Linked DNA regions of Mus musculus: region 2 is linked to region 1. A link is a contact called in public Micro-C data. All regions are on one chromosome and are shown on one strand. The core of a region is the stretch at or near the end of the contact, and the rest is flanking DNA. Distances in the headings are between cores, read along the strand shown.

Evidence for each region. Hi-C and Micro-C count contacts between places; a contact is called where the count stands out from the background.
Region 2: a contact with region 1 is called in a Micro-C map of embryonic stem cells, with 6 times the contacts expected there. The contact joins the promoter of Cbx7 here to the promoter of Tmem184b in region 1. A contact is called at or near these places in 1 of 484 Hi-C or Micro-C datasets (embryonic stem cells), 1 of 115 datasets of contacts at active chromatin or transcription factors (pancreatic cancer cells) and 1 of 9 other capture datasets (adipose tissue).

Annotation. Positions count from the first base shown.
Region 1 is chr15:79,400,228-79,405,766 of GRCm38.p6, forward strand. It overlaps Tmem184b (transmembrane protein 184b), which reads right to left and starts at 3,076. Exons shown (of 9, transcript NM_172608.1): 1 at 2,958-3,076.
Region 2 is chr15:79,929,852-79,935,390 of GRCm38.p6, forward strand. Cbx7 (chromobox 7) reads right to left here and starts at 2,795. Exons shown (of 7, transcript NM_144811.3): 1 at 2,597-2,795; 2 at 735-778. The coding sequence starts at 2,665.

The DNA of each region.
Region 1 (5,539 bases), core at 1,826-4,325:
GCAAAAGAAAAACAGAGCAGAGACTAAAGAGACACCAGGGACCAAAGGGGCAGCAAACAGGAAGGAGGCAGGTCATCTTGGAGTTACATGCCAGAATGAAGGAAGCAAGATGCAGGGTGATGATACAGCCTCACAACACAGGGTGTGTGTGTCACTTCCTCTCAAACATTCAAAGGCTTTCTGTTGACCACACCGGGATCACACCAAAACCCTCCGAGAGGGAGACATGACAGGCCTCCACATCTGCTTGGGGCCCCTGCTACCCTCCTCTCCTCCTCCATGCTCCATCTCTAACTCCAGGACCAGGAAGGCACTGAGCATACCGAAGGTCAGAGTGGAAAAGCCTGGAGATTGAACCAACTGACCTGTGATGGGGAAGGTGGCAGCCCCACCTCACCGGATAGTGGAGGATAGGATGGGAACTCATGAAAGCACTTTGAACTGTGCCTGACACATGGTAAGTGCTCAAGAAACTTACCAGGGGAGCTGTTTTTCCTACTGTCCTCTGGGCCCCTTCAGAGCCCTCTCTCCCTACCCCAAGTAGAACACTGTCTCAAATGTATTAGTCACGTGCTGGGCTACCTCAGCCAACCACAGCCTTTCACAGGGGACAACCCAGGTCTCTGGCCTCTCTTCCCTGATGGCCAGCAAATTCATGGCACACAGGAGGTATTCAGCAAGCACCTGCTGCCCCCAAAAAGACCTCAGCCAAGGTCCTGGGGCAGACCCCACATTGAGCTCTGAGGGCCTAGCTCCAGGCTTCCCAACACTCACATCAAATCCCCAGTCTCATTCGCTGCTGCTACTTACTTTCAAAACAAGAAAGGCCTGGGCCCTGCCTTGCCTAGCAGCTTCTACTCCAGGGAGCACATGGAGAGAAATGAGCACAGCGGGACTGGAAATAGCACCGAGCCCCTCTTGGGGAGAGGCCTGGGCAGGCCAGCTGGCAAACAGAAGCAAAGCCTCAAAGGCAGGGAGTCCTGGAGGGCCGAGGACACGGCTCAGCAGCACACTGCCTGCCCAGAGTGCCTGAGGTCCCGATCCAGTGCACAGGACCAAAAGAGGGGAAAAAATGGGAGAGAGCAGCCAGCCGACAGGCCTGGTCCACAGAACTAGGACAAGCTGCCCACTGATCCCCTCCCACCCGGAAGCTCTTCTCTCCTCCCTAGTCCAACCCCACCACCCTGGGAGCAATCTACAAGGCATCCCCCAGGATTACACAAGGACGCCCAGGTCACCTATGGCTCTTAGGGGAGTATTTAGAGCCCCACCACCCACACTGGCCAGTGGGGTCGCTATCTATGTCCACCTCCGCAGCAGACTGGGAGCCTCTAGAAGAAGGTATTAGATCCTGTTCCTCTGTGTTCTACTCCAGGGACATCAGGGAGAGCAGTGAGCCAGCAGGGCCGGGAGACAGCCCTCAGCCGGGCGCATAGTAGATGCTCAGTAAGTTACAAGGCAACTTGGGCAAGACCCAGGGATGAAGGATGCTACCAGAGCCTACTAGTCCCACACTGACAAGGGAGTCACTTAATCCCCATCCCGTCCCACCCCACCCGCCTTGACCTGCTGCCTCAGTTTCCTAACCCACATCTATGCCCGATACATTATTGGCACAGCTGCCCTGAGAACAAACTGGGAAAATACACATGGAAAGCAAGAAGTCTCTGAGGAATGTTAGTCACCCAGCTTTGGCTCGACTGTCCCTTTGTACTGAAGCCTTTTTTTTTCTTTTTCCTTTTTTTTTTTTTTTTTTTTTTTTTTTGCTGGCTTGTCCATCCCCCCCACCCCCCACCCCCCAGCACTGAATCCACCTCCATACTCCTCAGTCTTTTGTCTTCTGTTTCTGGAATCCCTGTGATTCTTTCCAATTCTGATTCTGCCCCAAGCACCTGAGAGCTCTTCGATGCCTCGATCCTCACATCTGTGTGCGGGGTGAGCACCAGTCTAGCTTCTGGGGCTCCCACACCCAAGGGTTCCAACTCCGGCCCTGCACAGAACTCTCAAGATACTCAGATGTGCCGAGCCCAAGGGCCCACCAAACTTGTTGACACGAAGAGGGATGCTGCAAACAGCCTGTCAAAAAAGCCAGACCGTGGAGACCTGCACCTCCCCCTGCTGCTGATGCTGGTGGGGTGTGTGTGTGTGTGTGTGTGTGTGTGTGTGTTGGCTGAGTCTGCAGCACTTGCCTCCAGGGCACAGATTGCTACTTCTCTCCTTACATAAAGCACCTGGCAGCCAGATGAATAATACATAGACCTTCACCTCACACCCAGGTATCAGGCAGGCAGACACCTGCTTTGCCCCACCAAGGCCTCCAAGGAGGGAGGGATGAGATGTCCCGCCTCATACAGTCCTCCAAGAAAGGATACAAACTAAAAATCCGAGCCCGTTCCCCAGACTCCCTAGCTTTGCCACTGCCTGGAGCTCCTTAGCCCCAAGCTAAGCATCCAAGCAAGGTGTCCAAGGGCGTGCCCAGGCAAACAGGCACCACACACCCAAACCAATCTCTAGGGTTCCTTTGAACACCCAGCATCCTGGGAGCCCCAGATCCCTATCCCCCTTCAAATCTACTGACCTGTGTGCAAAGCGCGCGCACACCCCCATTTACGCATGTACCGTCTCAAGGGCCGACCACCGGGCCAGGTCAAAGCCACTGCACTGAGGACCGACGTCTCCCCGCCCCGTTCGGTCGTGCCAGGCTGCAGCACACCCACCGCGGTGCGCACAGTCCCATCGGTAAGAGGCTGGGCCCCGCGCCGCCCACCCCGACTCCCCCACGAGCAGGTCCGGTTACACTCAGGGCCCCGCCACGCTGGCGAAGCGGGCACACCCACGGGCCGCTTGGGGGCCTCCGAGTCCCTGCCTCCCCGCGGGAAGTCCCCAGAGTGGAGTTCTCCCCAAGGTGCAGCCCCCGCCCGGTCCCCGTTCATCCCGTGCATCCGCCGCCCGGGTACCTCAGGAGCCCATGGCGCTGGAGACTGCAGGCGGAGCAGGCGGCGCCGCAGCCCGGTATCTCGGCCGCCGCTGGCGCGTCCCGAGCCCCGCCGGGTACCGCCGCGCCGCGCCTGCGCACTAGGAACGCCGCTGGCGGGGGCGGGGCCGGAGCGCGCCGCTGAGGTCACTCGCCGAGCCTTAAAGGGGCCGCGCGCTGCGAAGCACCACGCGCAATCTCGGGTCAGGAGAATGGTGAGGTCCTCTTGCAACTCGCAAACGCACCGCGAGAGACCCAGGGCCCAGGTTTCCTAGTCCAGTCCCACCCACCACAGTCCTGGGATGCACAGTCTGACCCGCGGGATACAGACTGTCCCGGACACTCGCGAGCTAGCTTGAGTTTCAATTCTCTGAAAGCCTTGTATATGCCAACGCTGAAGGTGAAACGAAATCTAGTTGACGTTTGAGACAGGGAGGGTGAGTGTGAGACTGTGGAACGGACTTCCACGGAACGTTTTGTATAGTTATGCAAAATGAAACTGCTCTAGTGGAGCTGCCCCACCTCATTCCTAGCAGCCTAACGAACCGATTCTAGAGGAGTCATTCCAGCCCCTACCCCACTTTGATTTGTGAGGTCCTCGTCTTACCCAGATGACTGAAATGTGTAATATGCAACCAAGTTTATTTTTATCTCCAGCTCCAAATGTCTACCGACGCCTCTTACTTAGCGGGCTCAGCTGCTTTCCCCTCCACACACATTTCTTCTTCACAGCATTCCCCAATCCCTGCTTCCAGTCTTCAAGCCAGAAAGTCTAGTATTATCCTTGAGTGCTGCCCTCCCTCTCCCCCTCGTCCCATCAGCTTGGGCAAGACATCCTGTATCCCTAGACTCTGACCTCCACACTACTGAACTGCTGTCATGTCCAGGCTCTGCCCAGGTACTGTGAGCATCTACTTAGCCCGATTTTCCAACCTTGTCCTCGGCGGGTCTGTGCCAATGTGAGAATCAGGGATTCCTTTAAAAATCCAAATCGTTGGAGGAATGCTTGCTTACCATTCACCAGACCCTCAATATAATTCTTTGCACCAAAGTAAACAAACAAACGAACCCACCCAAGATGAACTATATGGCACTTTGCTCAAAACCCTTAATTAGTTCCTCATGCCATTCCAAATGAAGCCAACATCTGCAGATCTCTGCACAGCCTTGATCCAGCATCACCCTCCGCAGGCATGCCTGGCCTCATCTCCTTTTCCTGAACACTGACCTCTTGCTTTCCCTACAACCAAGTACAAGCATTCAGCTTCCATGCCTTTGCACCTGCTGTCCCCTCTGCTGGGGCTACAGTTTCCCCAGACATGTCTTCAAAGTCTTGCTTGGCTGGCTTTACTAGGGAAGCTGAAGCAGGATTGTTCTGAGACAAATACCTCCTTCCCAGAGTAAGATTGCTGAGCCCCTCACCTGCAGTCCATAGTCAACATCTCACTGTGCCCTGTTCTCCTAATAAAAGTTCATTTCTAACACGTATCGATTGTTTTCCTATCTTATTATCCATCTTCCTAGTGAACAGACTGTTGCATTAACTTTGGGGAGATACGTGCCCCAAATAGGAAGGCACCCAAACAAACCAAAGATTCTACACATCTCCCTCCATGAACCTGTGAGTTTATTGGTCATACTATGGCAATGTGGGTGAGGGGTGGGGTTACTGGCATCTGTAATATGTAATTCCCCTCCCCTCACCCCTGTCCCCAAATGACCTTTGGGAGTTAAGAATTCTTGGGAGGTAGAAAATTCTAGAAGCAAGCCACTCCCATAAAGCTGGGGGGGGGGGGGGCTCATTACCCATGCTGGACTGGGACTTATTTCTTTCTTCTTTTTTGTTTGTTTGTTTGTCTGTTTTTAATCACCCTTAAGAAGCAACCGTTCACTCTTGCTCCTATAAGCAGCTGACAGACTCGTTGACTGTTCTTTAACCAAGCTAGATGGAGCAGAATCATTCCTTTATTCTGTGGTCAGTCCCTTCCCTGGGATGAGGAGACATTTGTTCATGTCTCCCCAGGAAAAGTGCATGCAGCAAGGATGAAGATGTCTGACAGTTTCTTGTTTCCTGATGAAAATTAGTATGCTGCACTGGGAGTACTGGCAAGCACGTACTGAAAGTATCTGTAACATGGACAAATATAATAGCTAGGTCCTAAGGGGGAAGCTCGGGGTACTTGAGGGGCCTGAGTTCAGCCCTCATGACTACATGACTGAAGGAGAAAACCAGCTCTGACCTAGAGGCACACACAGTGACATGAGTGCACACACACACACACACACACACACACACTAAATAAATAGATAAAATTTTTTCAAAGACAAAAAAAGCCAAGAATAGTAGCCTTTAAATGCATCATATCGGAAGCAGGAGCACTAAGTAGATCTCTGTGAGTTCAAGGTTAGCCTGGTCTATGTAGCAAGTTCTAGACCAGCCATGGCTACATAGTGAGACAGTCACTCAAAGAAATAAATAAGATGAGTGATAGCAGCGCACGCCTTTGTTCCCAGCACTAGGGAGGCAGAGGCAGGTGGATCCCTGTGAGTTTGAAGCCAACCTGA
Region 2 (5,539 bases), core at 1,545-4,044, 530 kb after region 1:
AGGGGTTGTCCAGGAGGCAGAGCAGATCACTCACAAGCCAATAGAGAGGTTCTATATCTAGCCTGTTCTCACCGGCAGCAACTCTCTGCTGGGAGGTGACTGGTTAGCGAGAGACTCCTGGTTAGGTCTCAGCACCAGAGGCCCACCGGCTGTGCTGTGTATCAAACCTAGCTCTCTAGCCCACAACATTAGGAGAGAATACTGGAAATTCAGAGAAGCCTGGAAATGAGCAGGCTCTGCTCTGCCTCCCCTGGCTGTGTGACCCAAGGAAAGTTGCTCATTGTCTTTGACTCTGTCTCTTCACCTGAAAAGCTCAGAATCAGAGCTACTTAAAAATAAAATAAAATTAAAAAAAAAAAAAAGATAACTTACTTGGTAGGCAAGGGAGCACCATCCAAACCCAAGATGACCCAGGCTCTGCCTTTCCCTACCCTGAATGCAGTGAGGACTGGGGAGCCACTGCCCAAGGTTCCCCTCTCACCTAGCACTGAACCTGCCCCACATGGGGACCTCTTCCCCTTGGCTTGCAGCCATTTCCGAAGCCAAGATGCTAGGGCCTTTGCTTCATGGCCAGCAAGGGAGCAGGATGAGGGGATAAGGAGGCCACCCCTTACCAGGGGGGAATTAAGGCCTAGAAAAGCTGGTGATTGAGGAATGCTTGCTAAAAAAGCAACAGGAGCTAGGGCCAGCCTGGTGAGAGGATGACAGACAGGGGACACACAAAGGACTCTTACTTGGGGGGCCATCCTTTCCACTTCACCAGATATTCAACTTTGCCCTGTGAAAAAAAGAAAGGAGATAGGGTGAGACATACATACTCTACCACCACCTGCGGGACAATAGGACCCTCTGCCACAACACAGTATCACCAACCTGTGAACCTCAAGATTGTCAACCTGGAGTCAATACCCCCCAAAACTCTGGCTACCATGCGACATCCCTACAGGCCTCCTTGCTGCCCCACGGGAGTATTATCTGGTCCCAGACATCCCTGGAATCCTAGAGAAACTGAGACCACATGGGACTGTGCATGTAGAGCCTTGTGCGGTGGCTGAAGGACCACCATGCCAGGACCATGATTCCTCACTTTCAAAAAAAAAAAAAAAAAGCCTCAGGTAGAGGCAGCCCAGCAGGCCCTCCACTTGTTAGAAATTGGAGCCTCAAGGGAAAGGGGTCTCTAAGTGTCTCATCCAGCACCATGCACTGGATGAAATATCAACATGGGAGAGCTTTGAGTTCCTCTTCTCTGATCCACCTTGCCAAAGAGTCCCCCCCAGCACCACGCAGTGGACAGCTCTTTATGAAAAGCCTTTGTCCACCAAAGGCATCCACCTTTCCTTTCTCCTGCATCCTTCGTTCATCCTGCATCCTTGTCCTCTGCCAGAAAGCCAGTTCTGAGAGAGAAAAGGGAGCCTTGAGCTCTAGAGTACACTGCCGCCTCGGTAGAGATTTGGGAGTGCTGAGTTGAGCGAATGAGTCCCCTGTCTGACCCACCTCTCTGTTCCTTGTTAGAGGAGATGATGTCTATACCCGCTTCAGTCTAGTACCGAGAAACAGCAAGGAAAGAAAGCAGCCCTAATCAATAGATCGCCAAGCTCCAAGCCACCTACCTTGGGCCCACCGGAACCCGTGCTGAGGATGCTACAGCAGACACTCTCATGCCTGCACTTAAGCCAAATGGAAAAAAGGTGGCTTCAGGAGCCTCCGAAACAGATGGCAAGGAGAAAAGGAGAGGGGACCCTCCCTTAGATCCAGGACAGGAACTCTTTTCATTGCATATGGCCAGCTCCAAGTTCACTCTGGGAAGAGCCCATCAGCAAGCACGTGCACAAAGATCGCAGACTTGAGGTCTGGACAGGAAACTGCAGGTTGAGGTGTGCGGCCCTAAGCGCGGCAAAACCACCTCCTTAAATCTCAGGGTGTGTGTGTGTGTGTGTGTGTGTGTGTGTGTGTGTGTGTGTGTGTGTGTGTGTGTGTGTAAGTGTAAGGCCTTGGCAGAGGTGGGAGGAGCTTTGAGGATGTCCCAACAACAGTGGCCCAGGCTTCAGGGCAGCAGCACCCGGCTGGAAGGTTGGGGGAGGGGAGGAATGGGAGCGGAGAAGAAAGGTGTGCCCTGGGGGGTTGGGATCGGGAAGGTCAAAGTCCAATAAGAAAACTTCAGAGGCCACAGGAGACTTTCCTAAAGCTCTGCGGCCAACTTCAAAGGACTTGGTACTAAATATCCAGAGAGCCGAGTTCGAGACTCACTTTGACTCTAACGCACTGGCAAGTTGCTTCATCAACTTGAGCTTTAGTCTCCTCGAAAGTGAGCGTAAAGGGAACGAGACGGAATAGAACTCAGGATCTCTAGTCCTATCTTCATCTCCATCCCAGGTGGCCTCGGATGCACCAACATCCGAGGGCAACAACTTTAACTCTACTGGCCCTACATAGTGGTGGGGAAAGTGAGGAACAGGATGTGGAGACCCGCCAGGCAGCCCAGGGTCCCCAGGTCACCCCTGCACCACTTTCTGCTCTGCCCAACCTGGAGTGGGCGGTGCTGAGGAGCGGGAGGCAACCTCGCCCTGTCCCGGGAGCCGCCCCCGAGCAGCCTCACCTTCCGCACGCGCTTCTTCCGGATGCTCTCCACCGCAAACACCTGCTCGCCTATGGCTGACAGCTCCATGCGGGGCGGCGGGCGAGTGGGCCCAGGACCGGACCGGGCTGGGCCGGGGGTGGAGCTGCGGGGCCGCGGCGGCTGCGCGCGATGCTCGGGACGGCGGGGACCCCGTCAGGCTCGTCCGGGCGCGCACGCGCACGCGCGCACACCCCCTAGTGTTCCCTCACGCCGCCGACGTTCCATTTTTGAACCTGCGCAACGTTTTCCCCAGCGCCAGAGAGCGGGTGCGCGCGCGCGTGCCTCTGAAAGCGCCCAGAGGGTCAGCTCCGCCCCCTCGCTGCCGGAGCCACGCCCTACTCCTTAACCCCGCCTGCTGACCAAATTGGGCAGCTGGCAGCAGGTCTGATGCTCCTGGCAGTCTAAGGTCCATCCCATCTCTCAGTTCGGCTTCTGGGCTGGACGTGATCAGTCTTCCCAAGTCCCCCTAAAGACTGAGAAGGTCCGAAATGAAGTGGCCTTAAAGCCGAGATTAGCAAGCAAGTAATCTCAGTATTTAGACAGCTGAGGCAGGAAGATCAGGAGTTCAAGGCCAACCTTAGCTATGTAAGACCCTGTCACAAATAAATACATTGAAACAAGGATTGGAGAGATAGCACTTCTGCTCTTTCAGAGGACCTGGGTTGGTTCCCACCTCCAACATTATGGTTCACAACTGTGGCTCCATGGAATTCCATACTATCCTCTGATGTACTCATACACAGTGTGCACATACGTACACGCAGGCTAACAACCACTCATACACATAAGTATTTATTCAGAAATAAGACAAAACCTTTAAAGTTGGAGGTAGTACTTTATGCCTTTAATCCCAGCACTCGGGAGGTAGAGCCAGGCATATCATTATGAGTTCGAGGCCACTTTGTTCAAAACAGTGAATTTTAGGACAGCCAGTTTCCTTTCCTACAAAGGAGACAAGGTCCGGCCGGGTCCGCGCGGCAGGAGGGACAGACAGCAAAGCTTTCCACCCGGAGTACGTAGTCTAAGCAGGCCTGAACAGGTGCCTCTGAGTCCCCCGCTCCAAGCACGCTTCCACCCATCAACCCAAACCAGTCTTAGTAGGTGATGCGAAAACGCACCGCGAGCGCCCTTCCCTGAGGGACCAGGCTAGGCGCTGCTAACACCTCGTCGCAGGTGGAGACCCACTTTTGCCGTCTGCAGATCCCACAACAGCCTGGACTCCAGTGGTTTTTCCACCTCGCCCTTGGTTTGCTGACCGTTTGCCTCAACTAAATGTGGAAGGAAAAAAGTCCTCACCCCGGAGCCAGCACCAAGCCTTTTCAGTTTTCGGCATTGTTGAGGACAGGTCCGAGTCGTCCCCAACTCCTCCCATTTCCTCCTAATTCCTGCTGTTCTGACCTTCTGGAGGAGACTCAGGGCTTCCCCCTCAACATCACCACCCCCCACAGCCTGGATTCTTAGCAACAATCCCCTCCCCCACGGGGCCCAGTGATCGCAGTGCGCTTTCTACCACCAGACCCGACCGAGTCACTCAGTGCTTAGAAGCATTCTGGGGTTCCCTATTCTTAGAATAAACTCTAAGCACCTATGTCTGGCGAAGAAAAAAAAGAGAAAAAGAATGTTACATTGGCACCTGAGCTTTTTTTTTTTTTTTTTCAAATCAAGTGCAAAGGAAGCCAGAAGGCAGGGGATGACATGTCCCTGTCCCCAGAGAAAATTACCACCATCCGAGAACTATAATATTCCATGGAAACATCTACTAAGAACAAATGTACAATGAAGATATTTACGAATACAGACCCTAGAAATTCCCCTATCCCTAAGGGGAATTCCAACCCAAGAACAAGACAAGCAGGGCTCAGGGAAGTCTGGGGGTGGGGCGGAGGACAGAGGGGTCTGAGGTCTGATGCAATGAGGAAGAGACGATGAAAACGCTGGTGGCAAAAAAAAAAAAAAAGGCAGAAACCGCGTCCCCCCCCCCGACCCCCACCACAAAAAAAGATGGGAAATTAACAAGAGGCAGAGTAACCCCAGCGAGCGGAGTTCAAGTATTCTAATATCCTTACACACACCCCGGAGCAAAATAAAAAAATCCGTTAAGAATACAAGTTGCCAAGGTTAGAAACACCAAGAAAAGCAACCAAGCAAGAAGAGAGAAAAATAAACACATGATTTAAGTTCAAATGTTCTGTGATTCAGTAAACGTAGGGAACTAATACTGGGGCCAATTAAAAAAAAAAATGAAGCTGCATGAAATTGCCCAGCTGATGCAGTTTGCACAAAGTAAATACGAAAGGGGTGTTTGTAAAGGAGGGATAGTAACCGGATGGAGACTGGCGCTGGCGGGGCCATTTAAATATGAGGGAAAAAACGCATCACAAACACAAAGGAAGCCCCTTCTAAATAAAGGGACCGCTTTACCAGGAGAAAGGCTTCGAATTGGCATGCAAAACACCACAGCTGAAGGGGTGGGGGAAGAACACACACACACACACACACACACACACACACACACACACACACACACACACAAAACCACAGGAATCCACAAATTAGAGTCAGAGGTTTACTCCCCGCCCTCAACAGACCAGCAGAAAAATAGTAAGAGACCGTAAGAGACCGGAAATTTTAACGAGATTTGTAACCTTGACTAATGGACTTTTCTACAGCTTCTACAGTTTTCCTTCTTTTCTTCTTTTGGTTTTTAGTGACAAGGTTTCTGTGTAGCCCTGGCTGTACTGGAACTCACTCTGTGGACCAGGCTGGCCTGGAACTCACAGAGTCTGCCGGCCTCTGCCTCCAGAGTGCTGGGATTTTTATTTTATTTCTTTAGAAAGGATTTAACAGTGTTGACAATCCTCTGGGAAAAATAACCAAGAAGAGAGAGAGAGAGAGAGAGAGAGAGAGAGAGAGAGAGAATAC